Linked DNA regions of Mus musculus: region 1 is linked to region 2. The links are chromatin contacts, called in public promoter capture Hi-C maps. All regions are on one chromosome and are shown on one strand. The core of a region is the stretch at or near the end of the contact, and the rest is flanking DNA. Distances in the headings are between cores, read along the strand shown. Region 1 holds the start of Rangrf (RAN guanine nucleotide release factor). Region 2 holds the start of Tmem95 (transmembrane protein 95).

Region 1 (3,690 bases), core at 216-2,715, 900 kb after region 2:
GAAACAAGAAACAGGCTGGTCTCAAACTACAGATCTGACTGCTTTTGTCTCTTCAGTGCTGGATGTGCCATGTGGCGTGAGCCACCACACGTGGCCACACTTCACTCCTAACAGTGCTTTAGAGATGAGGAAAAGTTCAGAGAGAAGCCAGATGCCTACAGTAAGAAGGAGTCACCGCACGCCTTTAATCCCAGCACTCGGGAGGCAGAGGCAGGCAGAATTTCTGAATTCGACTCCAGCCTGGTCTACAGAGTGAGTTCCAGGATAGCCGGGGTGGGGGCACATACTGAGTACACTTAAGAGGCTAAGGTTCAGTTACGGGAGGGAGGGAGAGGGAGAAGGAGAGAGAGAATCTAATGGTAGAGGCCCCTGGGCTCAATCCCTAGCATTGCAAACAGTAAGTGGACAAGCAAAATCCTCCATCCTTAACCATCTTCACAACTCCCTGACTCCATCTGCCTGCCCTCCCCCTTGCATATTTGCATTTCCTAGAGTACACACTGTGCTAAGTTTCTACACCTATGTCCCGGCTAGAACATCTCTAGGATGCCCCCAAGAGCTCTGTAAATCAAACTTCAAGACGCAAAGCGAGTTCCACTGGTACTTTTACACCTTGGCGAGGTGGACTTTTGTATTGTCAGGCTCACGAAGGAAATGAGCTGCACTCTGAGGCACGTGACCCTTGCCTCCAATTCAGTAAATTATGAGGGTTCATTGGTCGAGGTGAGAATCAACCTCTTTGCCCGGTTCTCAGCTGGGTGTAAAATCCATGAGAGCATGGGTGGCCTCATGGACTCCAGGCATCTAGATTCATCCCGCAGTGCAGCAGTATACCACCAGGCCTATTATGTGCCAAACACTTTGCCAGGTGCAAGAGATCAAGGATGAATGGAGAAATTAACTGGGAGGATAAAAGTTGAACAAATACTTAAAAAGAACACTCTAAAAATCCGTAAAGGAAAAACAATAGTTTAATCTGTGCTTTGGCTCAGGTGTGGGAGAGAGCTTCCCCTTGCCCTCCCTAGGGGAAGATTTGAGGGGATTAGAACCGTAATCCTCGGGTTAGGTATCAAGGCTTGAGGTCTGAATCTTAACCTAGACCCACACCTGGGCCTGTTGTTTCCCCAAGTCCCAGCATTAGATCCTGGAGTTAGTGGTCTGGTTGTCGCTCCACTGGAGTCAAGTGGTCCCACAACCCGCCCTTTAACTGAACAACTGTCCTTAAGGGCGGTCTCAAGTGACCTTCTTAGAAGGTATAACTCCTTTACAATGAAGGAGCAAGTGGGCACGAGGGATTAACCCATCACTAGCATCACCAACCCTAAACTCAAGTACAACTGCAAAGCAGACCCCAGCGGTCCTGGGTCTTTCCAAAGAGCCGGGCTTCAGAGACTAGCCCCCAAGGATAGCCCCGCCCCCGAAGCGCGGGCGCCGATTGGTCAGCGTGCTCGCAGGGCGTGACCAGATCTTAAAGGTCCCATTGCTTAGTAGGACGGGAGGAGGTAGTGGGTGCTCCGGGAACACCAGGGGAAATGATGTCTCAAAGGCTCATGTAGGTTTCTTTAAAACCTCGCTAATGTCCAGACTCAAGTACTAGATCTATGGAGCCCAACAGAAACTGTCCACTGTTCGGAGGCGCCTTCTCCGCCATCCTCCCTACAGGGGCCATTGATGTGAGGTGAGAAAGCCAGCCTCCCCGGAGGCCGATCGGGTGGGTTATGGGAAAAAGCCAGAGACAAGAGGGTTCCCTGTCCCTCTCCAGTGACCTCCGACCGGTGCCAGACAACCAAGAAGTTTTCTGCCATCCTGTGACCGACCAGAGTCTGATCATAGAACTTCTGGAGCTGCAGGCCCACGTGCAGGGCGAAGCGGCTGCGCGGTGAGAAAGCTAGCCAACGGGAGGCCGGGAGCCGAGAAAGTGGGCGGGGTCTGTGGCTGGACGGTTATTCAGGACGAAAACTCCCAAGGGCAATAGCAGACCAGGCTCGAGGGTGGGGCTGGGTTATTCAGACATGCTCCTCCTTACCACTGTTCCTCCCATGCCAGGTACCATTTTGAGGACGTTGGCCGGGTGCAGGGGGCTAGGGCTGTGCACGTGCTATCTGTGCAGCCTCTCTGTTTGGAGAACTTATCCCTGAGAGGCTGCTGTCAGGATGCCTGGTCCCTTTCTGGCAAGCAGCAGGTAGCTAAAGAAAACCAGCAGGTGAGGGCTATGGCGAATGGGACGCCCTGGAGTCGGGGAGGGATAACTCCAGGTATCCTGGTAAGCATGCTGATTCTGATCCCTTTAGGTAGCAAAGGATGTCACACTGCATCAGGCCTTGCTGCGGCTGCCCCAGTATCAGACTGATCTTTTGCTCACCTTCAATCAGCCCCCGTAAGGACGAAAGAGCGGGTGGGAACCTCCCAATTGGGTCCCCACGACAATTAAGTTGGGTGGGTCAAATTCCTTCAAGGAAGCAGAAATAAGCCACAGGCTTTGGGGGAGGAGGGTCAGGTCTTCTGGGGGATAGGAAGTGTGATCTTGCAAACCTCAAGCCGGACCATTTTCCTTCTCCCTCTATTCCCTTACCCTAAGGTGTCACAGCAGGTCTCTTGGCCCTGAAAATCTGTCATGTCCACCTTGGAGCCTGAGTAACTTTGAACAGCTGGTAACTAGTTTGACTCTTCATGATCCCAACCTCTTTGGTCCCCAGTAAAGATCGTTGAGACACAACGTGCTACTGAGGACTCGGGGACCCAGTTCTGAGAGGGGGAGTTTCTTTCTGCTTCTTCCCTGGATGTAAACATAAGACACTTCCTCTGCAGAAATAAACTTGCTTTATGAAGAACATAATTTCTGTGCCTTCAAATCTAAGAGGACACCTGGGTCTCCCAGTTCCCTTTGGTCTTGGAAGGGGGGGGAGTTAAAGCTGTGTATAGGAGCAGGGAGTTGGGGGGAACCCAAGAATGGCAGTAGAAATATACTTTGGAGTGACTGATTCAACCCTGAGATGGGTATGAAATATATCGGGGGATTTGTGGAAAAATTTAAAGCAAGACCCACTCAGTGACTCAACCCTAGGAGAACAGAGGAGTGGGCGTGGCTGTCCCCCTTAGGGGCATTGAGAGGTCAATCTGTCAGCAGTCACTGTGATAGGAAGTAGAGGCAGAGGTGCCCAAAGAGTGTTGATCTGGAGTTACAAGAGAGTGATTGTTATTTAGCATATGTGTTGTAAAAGGAGCGCAGCTGATCCCAGAAGAAGAGGGAGAGAATAGTGTGGGGGCCGAGGCGAAAATAGGAGGCACCTATACCCTTGTACATGCCAAAAAAGCCCTCTGTCCGCGCTGTCTGCAGCAGAGCGTCCAAGATCCCCCGGTACATGAGGCCCTGGAGCACGTCAGAGAGGAAGGGAGAGCACAGGAGGTGCATGTCAGAGCCCGCCGGGGCCAGACACCTTTCCAGGCAGCATCTGAGGATCTGCTTGCCCACCCCCAGCTCTCCCTGTCAGCCTGGACCCTGCAGTACTTCCTTACCTTGCCTCGAGTATCAGTGGGTTGGTTATAAAGTCTTGTGCTGGCTACATCAAAGGGTGTCATTGCCACGACTATGGCGACACCACTCACCATGGCAGCGGCCAGAGCCACCTTCCAGCTCTGGGGAGGGAAGATCTATAAGAAAGATAAAGTTTGTTTGGTTTGTTTTTTTTT
Region 2 (3,861 bases), core at 1,215-3,714:
CTCTCGGGGATTTTTGTGTCCTGAAGCCCCCAACCACCACCAAAGTAGCTTGGGTGAGCTACAAACTTTACTGTCTTGTTCTCCAACCTCTGCCTCCAACTTAGCAAGTCTGAACGTTACCACCCAATTCTTTCCAAACCCCCAAATATCTGCTTTTTCCTTCTCCTTGCCTGTCTCTTATATTACCCAAAATTTCCCCCCCTCCTGTGTCCTCTTTACCCCCTTCCTTTGGGGGTCCCGTGACCCTAAATGTGGGGGGAACACTATATTCCACTACACTGGAGACCCTGACTCGCTTCCCAGATTCCATGCTGGGGGCCATGTTTAGGGCTGACACCCTAATGCCAGCCAACCTTAACCCGCAAGGAGATGGCCATTACTTCATCGACAGGGATGGCAAGGCTTTCCGGCACATCCTCAATTTTTTGCGGCTAGGCCGTCTGGACCTGCCCCGTGGGTACGGAGAAACTGCCCTTCTTAAGGCAGAGGCTGACTTCTACCAGATCCGGCCCCTCCTGGATGCCCTGCGGGAATTGGAAGCCTCTCGGGGTACACCTGCATCCACAGCCGCCCTACTCCATGCAGATGTAGATGTCAGCCCCCGCCAGGTGCACTTCTCCGCTCGAAGGGGCCCCCACCACTATGAGCTGAGCTCTGTCCAGGTGGACACCTTCCGAGCCAACCTCTTCTGCACTGACCCTGAGTGTCTGGCTGCCATGCGCAACAGATTTGGTGTGGCCATTGGGGACAGGGCAGAAGGAGGTCCACATTTTCGGCTAGAGTGGGCCTCCCGCCCCCAGGAACTCCCTGAAGTAGAGTATCAAAGACTGGGGCTGCAGCCACTGTGGACTGGGGGGCCAGAAGATCGTCGGGAGGTAGCGAACACGCCTACATTCCTGGAGGAGGTGCTACGGGTGGCTCTGGAACATGGCTTCCGCCTGGACTCTGTCTTCCCAGACCCTGAAGACCTTCTGAACTCTAGATCCTTGCGCTTTGTGCGCCACTGAGGGTGCTGCCCTCCACTTGACTGCAGAGGAGGGGGATGAGTCAGCCAAGGGGCCTGTGGCTCTTCTAAAACCTCTTTCTAGTACTGGTGTGGTAGCTATGAAAGTCAGGGATTCCACCATACCTGGCCAGAGCCTAGAGCTGGGGTTCCCAGATCGAGCTGCCCCCTTCCACCCCACAAGACTCACGAATGGTCCAGAAGGTCTACGCGGGGGCTTATCCTGGGAAAGCATCGTGGATTCTCTAGCCTGTTTTTGCTTGAGGATGGGTCCTCTGTATTCAGAAGTGTGGCAAAGTAAGATAGCACCTCTTTGCCCAGGCTAAACCTAGCAGAGCTCTGGCGGGTTGAGCACTAGGTGGGAGGACTTTGACTTATCAAATGTAACCTGCTCCCTAGACTGTGGTTTCCTTTACTGGAGCTGACATCTTATCCTACAGTAACCATTAAGAGGCCAGGACTCTCTGGGAGGTTTCTTTACTATGTTCCAAGCCACCTATTGTGGGACACTCCATCCTAGGGTGACATAGGGAGCAAGGAGAACCTCCATCAACACGGGGGCTAGAGCTCCCTTCTGGAATTCCAGAGGATCCTGTATGGAAGTGGGGCTGGACCATGGTGTCCAGAGGCCTCTTTCATGTGTGTGCGCCTGCCAGTCAATAGATCTGATGCTGCCTGGCTCCCTGCTGTCTTGGTTCCCATCAGTGTTGCTGACTCCTGTGCTTGTGTATTGGTCCTTCTGTGATCTTGGCCTGTCCAGGCCTGTTTGGGGTTGCTTAGAAACTCTCCAGGCTCAGGTACTTCTGTGGTATGTGTAAAAGCAGATTCAGATTTAGTTTAATCATAGGGTGTGTGTGTATGTGTGTGTGTGTGTGTGTGTGTGTTTGCATGTGTGTTTATGCCTGCGCTGCCACGTAGGCAGGAGGGCCTTGTTTGAGTTTGAGTCACACTAGGCCCTTCCTATGAGAGGTAAAAGCCTCTGGGCTTAGCTGGGCCTCTGAGACCTCTGGGAGCTCTTGGTTGCTGAGACAACCATGAGCCTGTTGCTAGGAAATAGCTGGGTAAGGAAGGCCTAAGGCTGTCCTGGGCAGCCAGGAGCTAGAGTTGGGAGAGTCGGGGAGGGTGTGGGAAGGATAGCATTTCTGGGTTCCTGGGCGGATGGGATACACACATAAACATGGTCATCATTGGGTGGAGTCATTCATCTATCACTGTGACTTACAAGAAGAAAAATAAATTGCTTTCAGAACCATGACGTGTAAAGGCCACTATCCCCTTGCAACAGAAACCCTGATTTATCCGTCCTAGAGATACGTTTTAGCCTCCAGTTCTTGGGGGCCCAGGGGTGGCTCTACCGGAGCCGAGGGGTAAGACAATGGCATTGTTCTGGATCAGTCTAGAACCTCCGACATGAAGGGTCAGAATCTGGATCTCAGAGAATTCTGACTCTTCCCTGGTCTGAGGGGGTCCAACTCCTTCCATACCCCAGCAGGCTTCATGTGGGTGCTGGCTCTGGGTGGGGCTTTCTTGGCCGTGGCCAAGGCTTGTATCTTCTGTCGTCTCCAAGATCATGCCTTGGCAAACCGCCTGGCTCAGCTCAATAACCAGACGAAGCCGAAGTGGAAATGGAAGGAATGGGCTTCCCCAGATTTCTCGGCCTTTGCCTTAGGTAATATCAGATATGCAAGGTTAGCTCAGCAATAGTCACCACTGGATCCTAAGGGGGCTGGCGCCCGAGCTCCTAGCTGTGCATCTCAGCCATTGCTTCAGTCCATAGCCCTTTCTGGACACACTAGCCTCTCTCTCTCTTTGGAAGAACTCTGTGCCCTAGGAAATAGGAAAACAAAAAAACAAAAGACAACACAAAACCCCCCAAAACTCTAGAGCCTACTCTAGCTCCTTCTTGTCCATCTCCACAGATGAGGTCTCAATGAAGCAAGTCACAGAGAAAACTCACCGAGTCCTGAGAGTCATAGGTGAGGTCTGGAGAAAACGGACACTTTGAGACTTAGGAAGACCCAAGACGAGACGGGATATGGGGGGAGGGGAGGTGAAGAGAGGGACCGATCTGGGAGGGGGCCTGGAAGGCAGCTCCGATGAGGTCTAGGGCAATATAGCTGTGCTGTGCCTCTCCAGAGAAAAAAGGATCCACCTCCTTGATTCCATTATACTGGCAATGGCTTCAGAAGACCAGGATCCCCCAGTACACCAGGGAAGGTATTGATGGGGAGGGTACCAAGGAGACGCCTAGGATTTGTAGCCCCGTGGGGCATGACTGAACAAGTCAGCCACTGCTCCTTGCTTTTCATTGCAGCTCTTTGTGCTCCTGTCTGCCGTGAGTAAAAGAAAAGGCCGTGGAGCCCCCTGGGGAGCGAAGAGAGTAGGGCGACGGCCTGAGGAGCTTGGGCGGCTGGGAGGAAGGGGTTGGAGGCGGTGGCTTCGCTTGCCAGCGCTGCTCCTATTGTCTCCTGCAGGGGGCAGCACCATCCTGTACAACTGCTCCACCTGCGAGGGCAAGGAGGAGTCTTGTTGGCCCCAAAAGCACTGCTACCCAGGTTCTTTAATCCTCACCCTCCTAAGGCCCCCTAGGTTCCCTGGTGTGATCCACAGGATCATCCACGGTCTCCTGGGTTCCTTGCAGACAGTCACGATCTGTGGGACGCTAGGATTCTGCTCCTATGTATCTTCGGAATTGTCCTGCTTTCGGGTGTTGTGAGCCTCCAAGTGGAGTGAGTTGTGGGGATCTTCCCAACCCCCTTCCCTGATTCTCTTCAGGCCTCCCATCCTCTGTCTCCTTTCAGGTACCTGAACCTGCAAGCAAAAGACTTGTGAAGAGGAGGACAGCTTTTCCAGCCCCA

Evidence for each region. Capture Hi-C pulls out chosen DNA fragments and counts their contacts.
Region 1: a contact with region 2 is called in a promoter capture Hi-C map of adipose tissue. The contact joins the promoter of Rangrf here to the promoter of Tmem95 in region 2. A contact is called at or near these places in 1 of 39 promoter capture datasets (pre-B cells), 1 of 115 datasets of contacts at active chromatin or transcription factors (bone marrow-derived macrophages) and 1 of 9 other capture datasets (adipose tissue).

Annotation. Positions count from the first base shown.
Region 1 is chr11:68,971,630-68,975,319 of GRCm38.p6, reverse strand. Rangrf (RAN guanine nucleotide release factor) reads left to right here and starts at 1,465. Exons shown (of 5, transcript NM_021329.3): 1 at 1,465-1,678; 2 at 1,763-1,879; 3 at 2,047-2,203; 4 at 2,292-2,377; 5 at 2,579-2,836. The coding sequence starts at 1,602. The coding sequence ends at 2,699. It overlaps Slc25a35 (solute carrier family 25, member 35), which reads right to left. Exons shown (of 5, transcript NM_028048.2): 4 at 3,517-3,651; 5 at 2,805-3,370. The coding sequence ends at 3,197.
Region 2 is chr11:69,876,658-69,880,518 of GRCm38.p6, reverse strand. It overlaps Tmem95 (transmembrane protein 95), which reads left to right and starts at 2,464. Exons shown (of 7, transcript NM_001195710.2): 1 at 2,464-2,672; 2 at 2,923-2,979; 3 at 3,140-3,220; 4 at 3,318-3,338; 5 at 3,478-3,558; 6 at 3,645-3,732; 7 at 3,805-3,861. The coding sequence starts at 2,501. The coding sequence ends at 3,835. It overlaps Kctd11 (potassium channel tetramerisation domain containing 11), which reads left to right. Exons shown (of 1, transcript NM_153143.4): 1 at 1-2,255. The coding sequence starts at 309. The coding sequence ends at 1,007.